Linked DNA regions of Oryctolagus cuniculus: all the other regions are linked to region 1. A link is a contact called in public Micro-C data. All regions are on one chromosome and are shown on one strand. The core of a region is the stretch at or near the end of the contact, and the rest is flanking DNA. Distances in the headings are between cores, read along the strand shown. Region 1 holds the start of IMP3 (IMP U3 small nucleolar ribonucleoprotein 3). Region 2 holds the start of MAN2C1 (mannosidase alpha class 2C member 1). Region 3 holds the start of SIN3A (SIN3 transcription regulator family member A).

What was found. A called contact is a pair of places that touch in the nucleus more often than the background predicts.
Region 2: a Micro-C map of ear pinna shows a contact between it and region 1, with 2.3 times the contacts expected there. The contact joins the promoter of MAN2C1 here to the promoter of IMP3 in region 1. A contact is called at or near these places in 3 of 6 Hi-C or Micro-C datasets (ear pinna, skin fibroblasts and an unstated tissue).
Region 3: a contact with region 1 is called in a Micro-C map of ear pinna, with 3 times the contacts expected there. The contact joins the promoter of SIN3A here to the promoter of IMP3 in region 1. A contact is called at or near these places in 2 of 6 Hi-C or Micro-C datasets (ear pinna and an unstated tissue).

What each region holds. Positions count from the first base shown.
Region 1 is chr12:108,367,399-108,370,821 of mOryCun1.1, reverse strand. IMP3 (IMP U3 small nucleolar ribonucleoprotein 3) reads right to left here and starts at 1,800. Exons shown (of 1, transcript XM_002722034.4): 1 at 756-1,800. The coding sequence starts at 1,727. The coding sequence ends at 1,173.
Region 2 is chr12:108,590,796-108,594,218 of mOryCun1.1, reverse strand. MAN2C1 (mannosidase alpha class 2C member 1) reads right to left here and starts at 1,662. Exons shown (of 26, transcript XM_051834604.2): 1 at 1,504-1,662; 2 at 1,290-1,415; 3 at 305-428. The coding sequence starts at 1,604. SIN3A (SIN3 transcription regulator family member A) reads right to left here. Exons shown (of 21, transcript XM_051834600.2): 21 at 2,982-3,423.
Region 3 is chr12:108,521,246-108,524,668 of mOryCun1.1, reverse strand. It overlaps SIN3A (SIN3 transcription regulator family member A), which reads right to left and starts at 1,746. Exons shown (of 21, transcript XM_051834600.2): 1 at 1,724-1,746.

The sequences.
Region 1 (3,423 bases), core at 551-3,050:
CCAAGCCCACAGGTACGCAGCCCGCCCCACCTTCCCCCGACCCCCCCCCAGCTCAGAGCCTGCCCCCTCCTCAACTCTGTCGGGGTCTCGTCCTCAGACTTACCACGGCCTAGTGCCGCTGCTGTTCTCTGCTGGTTTGAAAATCGAGTCCAGAGGCTCCAAGTGGACACGCCCCAAAGGCCGGCTGTGCCAGCGTGCAACTGGACCCCAGGCCCCTGCTTCCTGGGAACTCTGCCTCGGTTCCCGCAGGTGGAAAGCAGAGACTAACAGACTCCTCACTTCACAGGGCTGCTGGGAGGGCCACACGGGTTAACAACATTCGGCACGCATTCACGCCGAGCCTGGCACAGGAGGCGCTTGCTACTGTCACCACCCCACACCACCATCCCATCATTCCGGGGACCACACACCCGGATGTTGTCCACATTCTCCTTCCCTTCCAAGCCTCCACCGCCCCCTAAGAGCATTCAAGTGCCCGGAAGCCTCCTGGGCCACGTCTAACCGCCAGGTGGCCAGGCTGCAGCGTGAGGAGTGCCCTCAGCCCTCTCCGCTGGTCCGCGGCTGGAACACCAACAGGGAATCCTGCGGGCAAGAGCTCTGCCGAAGCCCTCAGCCCGAGGAAGGGGCCCGGTCAAGTGACAAACCCGTCCGGCCGTAACAGCAGCACCCGCAGCCTCTCGGCGCCGGGTTCCTGAGCTGGGAGACCTACAGAACTGACCCCGTGTTGAGAAAACCAGAGAGAGAGAGAGGGGCACTTCCAAAGTAGCTGGGCGTCAGGGAGACACTCCTTTAAATGACGGAGGGGACCCTGAACACTCGCTTTATTTAAACTTGCGCCTTAACTCTGCCACGGTGAGCAGCTAACTCACGATCAGGGGGCAAGAAACCGAGCCAAACAGCCACGAGACGATACAGACGAGGTGGGCGTGGGCGCGCCGGAGTTCTGGCTACTACCCTGCAAGGTGTAGGGCGCGGGAAATTTAGAGTCCCCCACCCCACCCCGAGCACAGCACGGCTTCCCGCTGTCACCATCAGGCGTCCGAGTTCTAGGAAGACAGTAAGTACTCCCCTGGTTCTGCGTGGCCTGCGACTAGGGGTCCAGTTCCTAGAGCGCCCACGGCCGCCGGCACGCTCTGGGGGAATCCGGCCGCAGGCCTCTCGGTCTCCCCGGGCTAGGCTTCCAGGTCGAAGTCATCGCGCTCCTCGTTGTACTCCAGCACGTGCCGCTTGATCTTGGACGAATCGACCCAGGTGACGAAGTCCTCCATGCTGCGCGTGACCAGGAAGGCGGGGTCGGTGACCACGTCGGGGCCCACGCGCACGTGGCCCTGCTCCACGAAGGCCACGGCCGCCTGGAGGTGCTGCGCCATGCGCAGCTTGAGCAGCACGGTGGGCAGGCGGCGGCGGCAGAACGACGAGGCCGTGACCGAGTCGCAGAGCTCCAGCGAGCCGCGCGTGGGCACCAGGCCGAGCGCGTACAGCTTGTCCAGCAGCGCGGCCGAGGCGCGCACGCGGAACGGGTCGCGCTCGGGCAGGTCGCGCAGGCGGCGCGCCAGCTCGCGCACGGCACGGCTCAGCTGGTTGTAGCGCGTGTAGTCCTCGCGCCGCTGCAGCCGGTACCGCCGCAGCACGCGCAGCTCGTGCAGGTTGTGGTCAGTGACCTCCCAGTTCAGGAAGTCCACCTGCTTCAGCAGCTTCTGCTCGTGAAACTTCAGCTTCCGGACCATGATGGCGGCCGCCGCAGCGCGAGACCCGAAGCCGGCGGCGCGTTCCGCCTGGCGCGCGACTTCCGCCCGCTGTGCTCGGGCCAATGAAGGAAGGGCTCGAGGCCACGCCCCTAGTTTCCCATTGGCCAGGGTGGGGCCACGCCTCCTGTCCGGATCTCGCGTTACTTCCCTTCTCCTGGTCCCGAGCCCAGCGGGTGGCGGCGAGGGGCGTGTCTCGAGGAAGCTCCTTGCCGCGCGTGGAGGCCGGGAATGCCTTCCCCAGGGCGGTAGCAGTTTTCTCCCAGATTTCTGCTTTTTGGCGTCTCTCGGGAGAGTCTCCTCTCGCGAGCCGAAGGGGAAGCGGGGCGACTTGGGCCCTCTCTGCGGGGGTTTCCTGCGCCGGCCTTCAGCTTCCCGGCCTGTCCAGGGATTGTCCCCCACCTCCAGGGGACCGAGCGGTCGCCCCGTGCCCAGGGGCGGGGAGGTGGCACCGAGTCTATGAAGTACTGGTTCCCAGGACGCGCGGAACGCGGAGCTTGCGGGGGGGGGGGCGGGGCTGGAGACGGACGCTGCTAACACGGACTGTCCACTCATCAGACCTGCGCCGTGGACGTTTTGGCCTGGGCTCGGACGCATTGGCCCGCCGGGCTGGCCGTGGCCCTCCGGGGTGGCGTTAACGGGAGGGGAAGGCTGCTGGGGCCGCAGGCCTGGGACGCCACCTAGCTATCTCTTCGTTGTAATACTCGGTAGTATTTGGTATCTGGTTTTAAAAGAATGCAGGTAACTCGTAAGTTATGAGGCTCGCCCAAAACCAGTCCCAGCCGTGTCCTTTCCCAAGGATGAAAGTCCCTCCCCTCCCGGAATGTGCATTATTCCGTTCAAAAAGAAGCAGTTTGGTCACCACGCGGGCGTGGCTGGATAGACCAGCGCGAAGCCTGGGAGCAGCAGAGGGCTGCTGGCAGCCCCCTGCGGCCCCCTGCGGCCCCCTCCCTTGCCTTTGGAACCAGAGCCTGCAGCTCAGCGTCGGGGAGGGGGGGTGATTGGTCCAAGTGCGCTGACATCTGAGAAGTGTTGGCGTGGAAGACTTGGCTCTGTGTGCTGTCTGTTATATGTAGCCGTAATTACTTTCCCCCTGCTGTGTAATATTCCATTAATTGACAGTCTGGTTGTCCAAGCCCGCATCCTGAGTGGAGCCGCTGAGTTGGAAGCTGAGTTGGAAGGCGTAGGCACCCCTGTGGATTATCCATATCCTTGGGCCGTGCTCCACCAGGCCTTTGTCTTCAGTCTCATCAGTGCTTGGTTGGTTTTTAGAATGCTGCCAGTTTGGTGTGTAATGGTATTTCATTGTGAGTTTACTATGCATTTCCTTCATAAATAAAAAAGGCTTCCTATATGTTTCCTCTTCCGTGAAATGACTCTTCATCTCTTTTGTCTTTTTTTTTTTATTTATGTATTTATTTGAAAGGCAGAATGACACAGAGAGATCTTTCACCTGCCGATTCACTCTCCCAAGTGGCCACAACAGCAGGGCTGAGCCAGCAGGAGCCAGGAGCTTCATCCGGGTCTCCCACGTGGGTGTCAGGGACCTGGGCCGTCTCCCACTGCCTTCCCAGGTGCGTTAACAGGAAACTGGATCATGAGCAGAGCAACCAGAATTCCAACTGGCGTTGCAAACTGTGGCGTAACTGGCTGTGCCTGGACTCCAGCCACTCCCTTT
Region 2 (3,423 bases), core at 413-2,912, 220 kb before region 1:
TGGATCGGAAGTGGAGCAGCCGGGACTTCAACAGGTGCCCATATGGGATGCCGGTGCTGCAGGTGGCAGCTTTACCTGCTGTGCCGCAGTGCTGACCCCTATTCTGTCTTTCAAATAAATCTCTTAAAAAAAAAGAAAGAAAACCAGTTTATTGAGAACTAGGGGCCAAACTGCACAGGGATGGACAGCACGTTCCCAGTGCAGGCGGCAGGGACACCACCCTGCAGGCTGTCGCTGGCACTCCTGTGGCCAGGTGGAACCGGGCGGTACCGGGCGCATCCGGCCGCGGGGCAGGGCTCCTCACCTGGACAGGCTCCCCATCGCGCCACACCAGGCCCTCTCCATCGCTCTCCCAGCACAGGTGAACTTCCCGGCCCACCCATGCCTCAGGGATGGCCAGCTCCACGCGGAACCAGCACGTCCACCACCTGCAAGGCAGCCCCGGTGAGAGTGTGGCCCGTGGAGGTCACGTGCACCCAACCCTCTGCAGCACCACGGGGTCCTCGGCCGGGAGCGCCCAGTGGAGGGGAGCGGCGGGCGGGCAGCGAGGTGAGGGAGGCGGAACCGTGGGTCCCCCGGGCGGGCAGGAGACGCGGGGTCCCGGGTCCTGTCCCACCGAGACGCGGGGGCCCGAGTTCCAGCCCCACCGAGACGCGGGGGTCCCGGGGTCCAGCCCCACCGAGACGCGGGGTCCCGGGGTCCAGCCCCACCGAGACGCGGATCCCGGGGTCCAGCCCCACCGAGACGCGGGGTCCCGGGGTCCAGCCCCACAGAGACGCGGGGTCCCGGGGTCCAGCCCCACCGAGACGCGGGGTCCCGGGGTCCAGCCCCACCGAGACGCGGGGTCCCGGGGTCCAGCCTCACAGAGACGCGGGGGTCCCGGGTCCCGCCCCACAGAGACGCGGGGTCCCGGGGTCCAGCCCCACCGAGACGCGGGGTCCCGAGTTCCAGCCCCACCGAGACGCGGGGGTCCCGGGGTCCAGCCCCACAGAGACGCGGGGTCCCGGGGTCCAGCCCCACCGAGACGCGGGGTCCCGAGTTCCAGCCCCACAGAGACGCGGGGTCCCGGGGTCCAGCCCCACCGAGACGCGGGGGCCCGAGTTCCAGCCCCACAGAGACGCGGGGGTCCCGGGGTCCAGCCCCACCGAGACGCGGGGGTCCCGGAGTCCAGCCCCACCGAGACGCGGGGTCCCGGGTCCCGCCCCACCGAGACGCGGGGGTCCCAGGTGGGCGGGTGGCAGGGCGGGGCTTCCGCGGGCCCCGCCCCGAGGGAGGGAGGCGTTACCCACGTGGGTCCGAAGCTGTCGCCGACCTGCGCGGGGCTGAAGGCCTGCTGCACGGCCTCCGGGTAGGAGAGCCTCTCCGGCGTCAGGAAGCTGGAGAGCGCGGCCACGGGGCAGCTGTCCCCGAAAAGCCTGGCGAGAGGGGCCTGTGGGCGCGCGCTGCGGCCGAGCGCGGCCCCCTCCTCCCCCCGGCCCTGCGGCCCCCGGCCCGGCCCCGCACCTGCCGCGGAGGTTACAGTCGGTGAAGTACAGCGGCGACACGAACTTTTCCACCCGCTCCAGCGTGGTCCGCCAGTGCTTGAAGGCCGGCGCCGCCGCCATGGCCGCGCGCCCGCTGCTCGCCCCGGAAGCCCGCAGGCGCCGCCGGAGCGGCCCCTGGCCTGGCACCAAAGGTTCCGGCACCCGAAGGGCGCCTTCCTGGCCCGGACAGCTTTTCTGGGAACACCGGCGGCTCGTTCGGGACTTGGAGCCGGGAGCTTCTTCCGGGTCTCCCACGCGGGCGCAGGGGCCCAAGCACCTGGTGCATCCTCCGCGGCTTGCCCAGGTGCATTTGCAGGGAGCTGGGCCGGGAAGCGAAGCAGCCGGGGCTCGAACCTGCGGCCACACGGGATGCTGCGCCCGGGCCCCAGTCGGTGGGCTGCAGGGCAAATCCTGGGGCGTGGGAAGGGAGAGTTGGGGGCAGAGGCTGGGCGGGGGCGGCTCTGCCCTCAGGGCTAGGTCGCTTGGCCGCGGGAGGTGGTCTGCCTAGGGTGGGCAGAGCCATAGCACCCAGAGAGGCAGGCCTGCAGAGCCCCGGGGTGCAGCGGAGCCCCGGGGTGCAGGGTTCGCAGTCAGGGGCAGCCCTGCCTCCTGGCAGAGAAAATGCACAGCGTTAGCCTCCAGTTACACCAAGTGCAGAATAGGAAGTAGGATTTAAGGTAACTCTTGCCATGTCAGACACCAGCTCAGAGCTCAGCTTGTCCGCTGAACTCCCTCGGGCCTCGGGGCGCGCTGGTGGCAGGCTCCCCGAGCAGGCCTGCAAACCACCGAGCGGCGCTCCGGGCAGCAGGTTCTGGAGGGCAGATGACCTCCGCCAAGGAAGCCTTGAGGCTCTCTCCCCAGGCCAGGCTGTGCCCTGCAGCTCCTCCCCGAAGGCAGGCTCTTGAAACCCTCCCCTTAGAGGCACCTGTGAGCGGAACAGCCCTCTACCCGGCCTCTCAAAGTCCAGGAGCAAAAAAAAAAAAAAGTGGTTTTGGTGATGGTGGTAGCAGTTTTTAACTTGAAAGCAATAAGAGCCAGGCCCAGCCAGCCAAGTGCCCACACTCATGACCCCCTACATCTGCTACCAGGGTGAAAGACGGAGCCCATCTCCCTGTCTCATCAGCCTAACATGGTCCCCCCAGCTGGGGGATGAGCCAGTGGATGGAGGACTCAGACCCCTGCCTTCAAATAAACAATATTTTTAAGAACCCAGCATATTATTACTTTTATTTCTCAAATTTTAAAAAAGGGCAAACAAAGACACTCAAACACCGCCGGTTCCCACTGTGACTAGAAGCCCCGAGGACTGGGGCGTGGCTGCCCTGTGTCCCAGGCTCTGACCTTCCAGGCGCACTGCGGGCAGGAGCGGGCGACAGGAGAATCCTGAGTGACCTGGGGAGCTGCAGCCCAAATCCCCGCTCCACAGGTGAACTCCGGTGAGGACAGGGGACCGGGAGCTTATTCCTTAAGAACCAAGCTTTATTTATTTACAAAAAAGAAAAAAAGAGGTTGGGCAAAGGGGAAGACAAGTTTTACACAAAAGTACTACAATGTAATCCCTTTGGTAAAAAGTGTAATAAATGTCTTGTACATCTGCTCGTAGTGCTAAATCTGCAGCCACGTAGGACTATGGTACACAGGAAGCTAGAGCACTGATGCTAGCACATCAAAGCATATTTCTTTTAATAAAAAATTGACAGTATGTACATTATTTACAAAAAAAGAAAAGCCAAGGTTAAATCGTGTGTGAGAGAAGCTGGCGGCTGGCACCGGGAGGCTGTAGCGAAGCAGGCACAGAACAGTTCCGCGGGGCTGGAGAGGCCCAGGGCGGCGGGCGGGCGGCCAGGGCCCCGCCGGGACTCCGCTCCCAGAACCACCAACCCCAACACCAAACTGCAGG
Region 3 (3,423 bases), core at 497-2,996, 150 kb before region 1:
GTGAGGCCGGCGCGGCCGGCGTCCACCTCGGCCACCGTGGGCTCCTGGCAGTCCCTAGGTCCGCTCCGTGAAGGCTAAGCTGCACCGAGACCAGGTGCCGGCACACAGGGCATGGGCCCGCCGGTGGCCTTGCTTGGGGGGCGGGGCTCGGGGCTTCCCGCTCTCGCCCGCAGAGGGGACCCCAACACCGCCCTCCCTCCGCAGCCTCGGAGCGAGCTCCGGCAACAGGTGAGTGCCGGCTGCGAGCTGGGAACTGCGGGGAGCCGACCCCCCGGCGGGGGCGCAGCTCGGGCCCAGCCCCGCGCGCCGCGCCCCGACCCCGCGCCGGGGTCCCCTCCCGGCCCGCCGAGGGCAGCGGCTGCCGGCGTCCGCAGCGCTCTCGCGCGGAAACAGCCACGCCGCCGGGCCCGAACTTCAGAGCGCGGCCCCGGCCCGACGGACAGACCCTCGCCCGCAGAGCCCCCAGCGCCACCCGGAAGCCGCCGGCCGCGGGATGCCGGGCAGCCCAGCGCGCCTTCGCCACCCCCTCCCCCCGCGGGGCGCGGAGCCGGGACTTCCGGGCGGGAGGCACGCGAGCAGCGCGGCGGCCTCACACATGTGCGGGGCGCGCTCGCGGCCGAGGGCGGACTTCCCCTCCCGGCTCGCTCCGCCGGGGGCGGGGCCGCGCGCGCAGCCAATCAGGAGCGGGGGCGGGCCCTCGCGCCTCACGTAGCCGCAGGACGCCCCCCCCTCCGCCCTTCACGGAAAAAAAAAAAAAAAAACCCTAGCAACTTAAACTCCTGCCCGGCCTCCCTATAGGCGGAGCTCGAGATAATGTCAGCCAATCCGTGCCCGAGAAGCGAAAGAGGGAGTCCCGAGCAGCCAATGGAAGACAAGAGCAGGCGGGGCCCGCAAGGAGCCCGGGGCGGCGGGCGGCGAGGCGGCGCCCCGCCCCGCGTGTCCCCTGCGGGCCGCTTGCACAAGCCGCCGGCGGAGTCGGTAGTAAACAGTCTGGGCCGCGGCCGGAGGCCGGCCGGCCGGCCGGCCGGCCGGGCCCGCGCCCCCGCCCGGCGCCTGCGCCCCGCCTCCCGCCCGCTGATGCGTTTCCTCTTCCCGAGCGAGCGTGGAGACAGTTCCCCAGGTTCCGACCTTCACGGCCGCTCCGGGCGGCGAGGCGGCGGGGGGCGAGGGCGGCGGCCCCGGGCCGGGGGCGCCCGCGCCCCTCGTGCAAGTTTGCGCGCGCAGGGAAGCCGCGAGCCCGGCCCGCCCGGCAAGTCCGCGCGGAGGGAACTCCGGGCCGGCCGCCGCCCCCCGCCTGCCGGAGCGCGTCCGGTCGGCGCGCAGGGCCCCCCACCCACCTTTTTTTTTTTTTTTTTTTTTGCTGCTTTTCGTGTGTTTTTCTTAAAAAAAAAAAAAAAGGCGTGAGCGGAGCCGGAGACTCCTCCGGCTCGCCGCTCCCCAATCCGCCGCCGAAACCTACCGACACCGAGTGCTCGGCAACACTAGGCGGCGCGGCCGGCGCTGGCGCCCCCTCCCCACGGCTCGGCCCGGCCGGGAGACACAGTGGCGGGCGGGCGGGCGGCGCCGAGCGCCCTCCCTCCGGGCCGGCCCCTCGCCTACCTCGGCCGCGGGACTCCGAGCCGCCCCGGGGCCTGCGCGCCCGCTCTGCGTCGGGCCGGCCACGGCGAGCCGCCCCCCGGACGCGGGCCGGGGGCACCGAATTGAAAGCAGCTGTTTAACATACCTTCCGAGCCGGGCGAGGAGTGCTGAATGGGGAACGCCCCCCGCCGGCCATTGGCTCCGCGGCGCTGCGTCACGGCCGAGGGCCCGCCTCCGCGCTCGCCCCGCCCCTCCCTCCGGGAACCGTGCAAATAAATAAATTAGGCGAGCCCGGAGCGGAGGATCCCCGGTGCCGTCGCGGCGGCGCCTCGAGGGTCCCGGGCGGCGGGGCTCCGGGACGGCGGCCCGCCGTGCTGGGCGCCTGGAGACGAGGGGTGCGGGCGGGAAGCCCTGCGTGCAGCCCGGCGAGGGAGTCACCCCAGCCCTGGGGCGTGCGGGCGCGGTGGAGATGCTGCCGCAGGAGCCGAGGCGAGGCGGGAGTGTGCTCCCGCACAGACTGGCCGACTCCCGGGCGCTCCCAGGAGAGCCCTGCCGGCTGCAGGTAAGCCGGCGGAGCCGCGTGGAGGCGGCGGCGAGCCAGGTGGGTCTTAGGGGTTGCCCCGGGCAGAAGCGGAGGGGCAAAGGGCACGAAGGGACAGGTGGAAAGCGTGAGGACTGCGATGCTGGAAACCAGGGTGGCAGAGGTGGCCCCAAGCCGCGGGACGTCTCCTAGCTGGACCAAAAGCCGGTCGCAGGCCCAGGCCGGTGTGGTCGGGTGCTTAGCGCCCTAGCAGCCGGTGGGCTCTGGGGTGTGCCCAGTGAGGGGAGGGAGGCGCTGGGTTTGGTGGCTACAGTGCTGCGACGCCTGCCCTGCCTCTGCCCTGCCGCCCTTGCTCTGTTGGTCTCCATTGCCAACCGAAAAGAGTTTCCAGGGGGCAGGGCCACCCCGCAGGTCTGTGTTCAGCAGAGGCCGGATGCGCCTGGTGTGAGCGAGGGAGACCGGCTGGTCGGGGCTCGGAGGGATCCGTGCGGTGGGCCGGTAGTTCAGGCGGGGCACACTAGACCAGGGCACGGCCAGGGGATGCGTGCGAGCAAGAAAGGCGAGCAGTGTTGGAGAGACTCAGGGGAGAGGGCGGCTATTTGGAGTGGGCGGTGGGCGGCAAATGGAGCCAGCGGCCCTCGGCGGGGTGAGGCGGAGGAGCTCGGGGCTGGCGGAATTCGGCCCTGCGCTTCGCGTGGCCGTTGTCGGAGGCTTAAACGAGCTCCTGTCTCCCCTACCTGGGCCTGAGCCTCTCCACGAAACGGGGTGGGAAATGGAGCGGACAGGCTGCCAGCCGCCACCCCCACCCTCCGCCCCGGCCCCAGGGTCCACGTGGGAAGCTGGGCTGTAAGCAGAGAGGGCAGGTGGGGAGCCGCAGCTTTGGGGAGACCACGGAGGGGAGAGGAGGGGGAGCCGGGAGATGAGCCCTGTGTGCTCCTGCGCTGTGCCGGCGTCAGATGAGGCAAACGGTAGGGTAGAGCGGGCGCCGGCCTGCACCGCGAGCCCCCTGGCTCTCGCTGGGTCCCTGGGTCCCTGCCTGGGGGAAGAGGCTGACCCGGCGACCCCGGCCGCGAGGAGGATCCCGGTGCTGCCAGCATGTGGCTCAGGTCCTGGGAGGCTCTGGGCAGCAGGTGGTGTGCCGTGGGTGAGGTTACTGACACAGCAGATCCGCAGCCGGACAGCGTACTCACTGCCCCGAGTGCCACCCCGGCGGGGACCCCTGAACGCCCCAGGCTGCTCTGAGCCCCGGCGGCGCGTTGCCACGCACAGCACAGCCTTTCTCTTTGGGAGGGGACCTGATTTTG